2 separate regions of the Mus musculus genome follow, and region 1 is linked to region 2. The links are chromatin contacts, called in public HiChIP or PLAC-seq maps. All regions are on one chromosome and are shown on one strand. The core of a region is the stretch at or near the end of the contact, and the rest is flanking DNA. Distances in the headings are between cores, read along the strand shown. Region 1 has its middle 22 kb from the start of Abl2. Region 2 overlaps Tdrd5 (tudor domain containing 5).

What was found. HiChIP or PLAC-seq counts read pairs in DNA pulled down with a chosen protein or histone mark.
Region 1: an H3K27ac HiChIP or PLAC-seq map of T-cell acute lymphoblastic leukemia shows a contact between it and region 2, with 4 times the contacts expected there. The contact joins two enhancer-like sites. A contact is called at or near these places in 1 of 115 datasets of contacts at active chromatin or transcription factors (T-cell acute lymphoblastic leukemia) and 2 of 9 other capture datasets (adipose tissue and pancreatic islet).

The regions. Positions count from the first base shown.
Region 1 is chr1:156,535,920-156,538,619 of GRCm38.p6, forward strand. No RefSeq gene overlaps it. Among named protein-coding and RNA genes, the nearest start is that of Abl2, 22 kb to the right of the region's middle. Within about 2 kb of position 1,297, at least 17 of the 459 cell types and tissues checked have an H3K27ac peak or open chromatin away from gene starts, as enhancers often do. A contact at or near this core is called in T-cell acute lymphoblastic leukemia, where this site is marked.
Region 2 is chr1:156,283,153-156,285,852 of GRCm38.p6, forward strand. Tdrd5 (tudor domain containing 5) reads right to left here. Exons shown (of 18, transcript NM_001134741.1): 8 at 2,234-2,442; 9 at 1,113-1,333. Among named protein-coding and RNA genes, the nearest start is that of Tdrd5, 19 kb to the right of the region's middle. Within about 2 kb of position 1,264, at least 23 of the 459 cell types and tissues checked have an H3K27ac peak or open chromatin away from gene starts, as enhancers often do. A contact at or near this core is called in T-cell acute lymphoblastic leukemia, where this site is marked.

The DNA.
Region 1 (2,700 bases), core at 47-2,546, 250 kb after region 2:
TAAAGGCGTATGCCACCACTGCCCGGCTTATACGTGTATTAATATACGAAATTGTCGAGTATTTTAAAAGTAATTTTTTAAATCTAAAAAGAAAAGAATAGTAACAAGGAAGAAGTGGGGGGGTGCAGAAGAGAAGAGTGAGGAGAAAGCATGACTATTTAAACCTCTACACAGAGCAGGCAAGTCAACTCAGCGGTTGAAGGTGCCTGCAGCCATGCTCATGGCCAGAATTCAATCTGCAGGACCCAGGACTGGAAGAAGAGAACTAATTTCTGGAAATTGTTCTCTGACCTCCACAAGTGCCGTACATAGCACGTCTACACAAATACTCACAAAAATAAATAAAATAAAACAGCAACATCAGAGCTGGGGTAGGACTTAGCGGTAGAACCCTTGCCTTGCTTGTAAAGGCCCTCAGTTTTATTCCAGGTACCACAAAAATAAGTAAAAATAAAAACAAAACAAAAAACCCAAAAGCTACATTAAGAGCTTGCTGGCGCTTGCAAGATCACACAGAAGAGTGTGACAAACACTTGCACTATAGCAGTTCTCATAAAAACAGATTTCCTTGACCAGTGGCAGCGCAGGCCTTTAATCCCAGTACTCAGGAGGCAGAGGCAGACGCTTTCTGAGTTCGAGGCCAGACTGGTCTACAGAGTGAGTTCTAGGACAGCCAGGGCTACACAGAGAAATCCTGTCTTGAAAAACCAAAACCAAACCAAAATAAAACAAAACAAAAAAATCTCCAAACCAAACCAAACAAACAAAAATCCCATGGTGCTGCTATTTATTGACTGAGTATTTTGGCTGCCTTGAGTTTCCTGTCTGAGAACTGGGATAATAATAGCACATGGGTTTATTATTAGGTTTTAAAAAGACGTGTATAAATGCTTAGTATCTGAAGCACAGTGACCAGCACCCAGTAAGTAACTATTATTATTTTAAAGGGTACAGATGTGAGGGGAAATGCTATCGCCCAAACCTATTCCTCAAATCCCATTCATCAGAGCTTCTCTTTAGCAACCTCCATCCTGTCTGGATGTCTTTTCACCCCTTGCACCACTAGTGAACACCCTGTCTTAGTTAGGGTTTTATTGATGTGAAGAGACACCATGACCATGGCAACCCTTACAAAGAAAACCGCTTAACTGGGGCTGGCTTATAGATTAGTCCATTATTGTCAAGGCAGGAAGCATGGCCACATACAAACAGACATGGAGCTGGAGGAGGAGCTGAGAGTTCTACATCTGGCTCTGCAGGCAGTAAGAAAGAAGACTGAGACACTCGGCTTTGCTTGAGCTTCTGAAACCTCAAAGCCTACCTACTTCCTCCAGCCACCCCACAGCTACTCCAACATGGCCACACCTCTTAATAGTGCCAGTCCTATGAACCTCTAGGCCACCTTCATTCAAACTTCCACACAGCCCATATAAATTCCTTTTTTAAAAAGTATTTATCCCTGTGGCATACATGTATACACAGTACTCTGGTCATTTTCATCCCTCCATTACCCCTATTCCTCTCCCCTTTCTTGTGGCTTTCTATCTAGTCCTATCCCATGCTACTCTCTCTTATCTAAGTACAATCCAAGTCTCTACTCTCTACTTATCTAAGTACAATAAAGGAAAAATGATGTCAAATAATAAAAGATATTTATTTTTTTAGATAAGCCTTGAACTCATAGAGATCCCCCTGCTTCTGCCTGCCATTCACTGGGCTCAAAGGTGTGCACCACACACCCAGCAATGCAAAGATTCTTTTAAGAGGGCCCATAAGGCTGTGCGTGACAGCACAGTGCCTGTGGTCACAGAACTTGGGAAGCAGACTATGCTGGTTCCTTTTTGTCAGCTCGACACAAACCTAGCTATATCTGAGAAGACGGAATCGTGAATGAGAAAAACGCTCCATAAAATGGACCTAAGGCAAGCCCTGGGAGCCATTCATGGATTAATGATTGTTGTGGGTGGACTGAGGGCACCTCGGGCCACCAGTGCCAACCCTGGACAGATGGTTCTGCCTTGTATGAGAATGCAGGCTGAACAAACCTGGAGCAAGAAGTAAGCAATGTCCCCCTGCCCCCCTAGCTTCTGCTATGTCAGTTCCTACTTCCATGTTCCTGCTTTGAGTCCCCTCCCTGAGTTCCCTGTGTGCTCTGGTAGTTGTGAGAGGAGATAAACCTTTTTCTCCCCAAGCAGCTTTTGGTCACAGTATTGTATCACGGCGATAGGCACCCCATCTAAGACACAGAGAAAGGGGGACAGTGAATCTGAGAACAACCCGAGCCACAAAGCAAGACTTTGTCTCAAAAATAGAAAACAAACAAGCAAACCCAAAAACAAAATGAGGGCTTGGCAAGATAGCTCAGTGGGTAGAGGTGCTTGCTACCAGTCCTGGCAACGTGAGTTTGATCCCTGAAACATGATGGAGAGAGAGAGAAATGGCTTCTGCAAGCTATCTTCTCATCTTTGCTCAGACATTGTGGTACATGCCCGTGCACGCATACCTCTCCAAATAGAAACTAAATGTAAACTGTTCTTAAAAGCACTGACTCCCCAGTTTTCAGCCTTGTTTGTATATGTTAAATACCTAGAGGGTCATTTAAGATGTATTTACTTATTTAATGTCTGAGTGCTCTATCTGCATATACACCTACATGCCAGAAGAGGGCATCAGATCACATATTATACAGATGGTTATGAG
Region 2 (2,700 bases), core at 14-2,513:
TCTGACGCTCTCTTCTGGAGTGTCTGAAGACAGCTACAGTCTACTTACATATAATAAATAAATAAATCTTTAAAAAAAAAATAACAACCAAGCCAAGCAGGGCAGCACACACCTTAAATGCCAGTACTTTGGGGGGTAGAGGTAAGAGGGTATCTGTGAGCTTGAGGCCAGCCTGGTCTACATGGTGAGACCCTGTCTCCAAAAACAAAACAACAACAATAAAAAAAAGTAGTTGATTTTCTTTCTTTTGTTTTTTTGTTTTTTTTGTTTTTCGAGGCAGGGTTTCTCTGTGTAGCTCTGGGTGTCCTGGAACTCACTCTGTAGACCAGGCTAACCTCGAACTCAGAAATCCACCTGCCTCTGCATCCCAAGTGCTGGGATTAAAGGCGTGCCACCACCCGGCAGTAGTTGATTTTCAATGTAATACCATTTGCATTAAAACTACTAATGTGATGATAAAGATTACACTTTACTTTAAAGTTTAAAATTCCTATGCTTAAAAAAAACTACAAAACAAACAACGTGCCTCTAACCTATAAATTCTACTTGCCCAAGGACAGACAACTTCCAGACTGCCAGGGGTTATTCTTGTAATTGCCTGCTCTTGTATTTTAAAGATAACAAGTGTTTTCGCTTCTCTAGACAAGCTTGCTTGCCCCTGGCTGCACATAGGAAGGGTCTGTGTCTGACTGCACATGGGCTGAATGTGTGCCGATTCCAGGTAGGCAGGAGGTAGGTACACCACTATGTGCTCTTGCCCTTGATTACACAAAGGCAGGAAGTCACATAGATACATACAGATACATAGAGAGTTTGGTACAACTCATAGTTTGAGTATCTACAAAGGGATTTGGAATATACTTGGTATATCGATATGAAGGACTATTGCACATGCTTGGATTAGAAAAATATAGCTATTTTTCATGAAAATGTTATTTATCATACCTCACATGGATTTTTAAAACAGGTATTTTAATTTTTGCAGTTTAAGTTTCTGTCTGATAAGCATCAGTAAGCAAAAGCTTTTTGTTAGTTTAGGAGTCCCAAGACCAACTCATCTGAGAACTCCTGATTAAAGCTAAGCTGGAACAGTGAGGGCAGGAGGCGCCTACCGCATTTCAATCATCATGTCTTCAAGTAGTTCTGAGGAATCTCTGCTGTAGATCCGGATGTAGAACTGACTAGGGGAGATTATATACTCCACGAAGACCCCCACAAGGGTGCTGGTATCTAATGGAGGAAGTCTGCACAATTTCTTGGCACGCACAGCGTCTGGTGGGATATCGTGGTTTGCCACTGACAGGCTGAGCTGCGGTTTGTTTGTTTCTACCTGCTACAGGGAAGGCAGGGAGAGAAAGAAACCGTAGAAAGACATTAAAGGGACATTTCAAATCCCTCAAACTCTTTCACGAATCAGCCTTATTGCAGTCCCTGGGCTCAAGGCAGATTCATGACTGAGAATGCTTTAGAATGCTAAAATACCATTTACAGCCACCACTTAAAGACATCCTTCAAGTACTCCATTATGGAAATATTGGCCAAAAAGTTAAGAGTGTTAGGCAAGTGTCCCCAAGAAAAAGGGGAGACATTCAGGTGGAGTACGGCAGGTCCTCCTACCTAACCCTACCCTTAGTCAAGGGTAACTTTAGTAGATGGATCTTAGGGACTTTTCCATCAAAAGGTTTTGCAGCACTTTCATCCTAACACTTGCTCTTTCCTCTAGGCCTTCTTCCTATTGTCCTGAAGAAAAAAACAGCAGGCTCTTAAACTGCTCATCCCAGTGAAGAGCCTGTTAGAGTGAGGAACAAAAAAGTCACAAGCAGAGACGCAAACACAGAAAGAACCGTGGGAGGCTGTCATGAAGGAGAAGAGTTAAGTAAACAACAGAGGAACAGGGAACAGGGCCAGGGCCGAGGCTGGGCCAAAGCAGGCTCTGCACCCTCTAAAGCCCCAGGCTTTCCAGCCTCGACCTTAAGGCTCACTAATAGAGACATTTACAGTGCTGTCAGGGAACTTACATTTCAGGCACCCAAAAAACTTTAACACCACGAGTGTGGGAAATGAAAAAACAGAAAAATGCCACAAAAAAGAACTGGTCTTTTCCAAGGACAGGTGTCCCTAGATTTATTTTTTTTTCTAGCGAGCACCTGGTTTAAAGAGGCATTCACTCGGTTACTGAGCCTCCTACACAATGTAACGCAATGTAACACAATGTAACACACTACCCACTCACCAGCTGCAGAGGCTTGACCACCAGATTAGGCTTCTTGTATATCTTCTGTTCTGGCTCCTTCTGGTTCTTCAAAGGGCAATCCCACGTGGTCTTCTTAACTGCTACAGTGGATAGTGAATTTCTGGAGAGACTGGAAGTCCAAGGGTTAGCTTCTGTTTTCTTGTCTGGTTGAACTAAACACGAATTTCTGACTGATGAAAGCGGTCCACCTGAAACAGTCAGAGTGGTTACAGTGTGGGACCACTGCCCCTGAGTGGGCCGTGTGCCAGGCACCAGGAAGGGACACTGGCAAGGGGAACTTGTCCCTGGAAACCTTGCAGATGGAGAGACACCAGGGATGACGCACTAAAAGAGGAACAAACTGTAAAATTCTCACACTGGGGAAACAGGAGCCGAAATAATTTCTCAAACTCTGGTGAGTGACTGTCTCAACACCTGATCTCCAATTTCTTCTTCTAACTAACCAA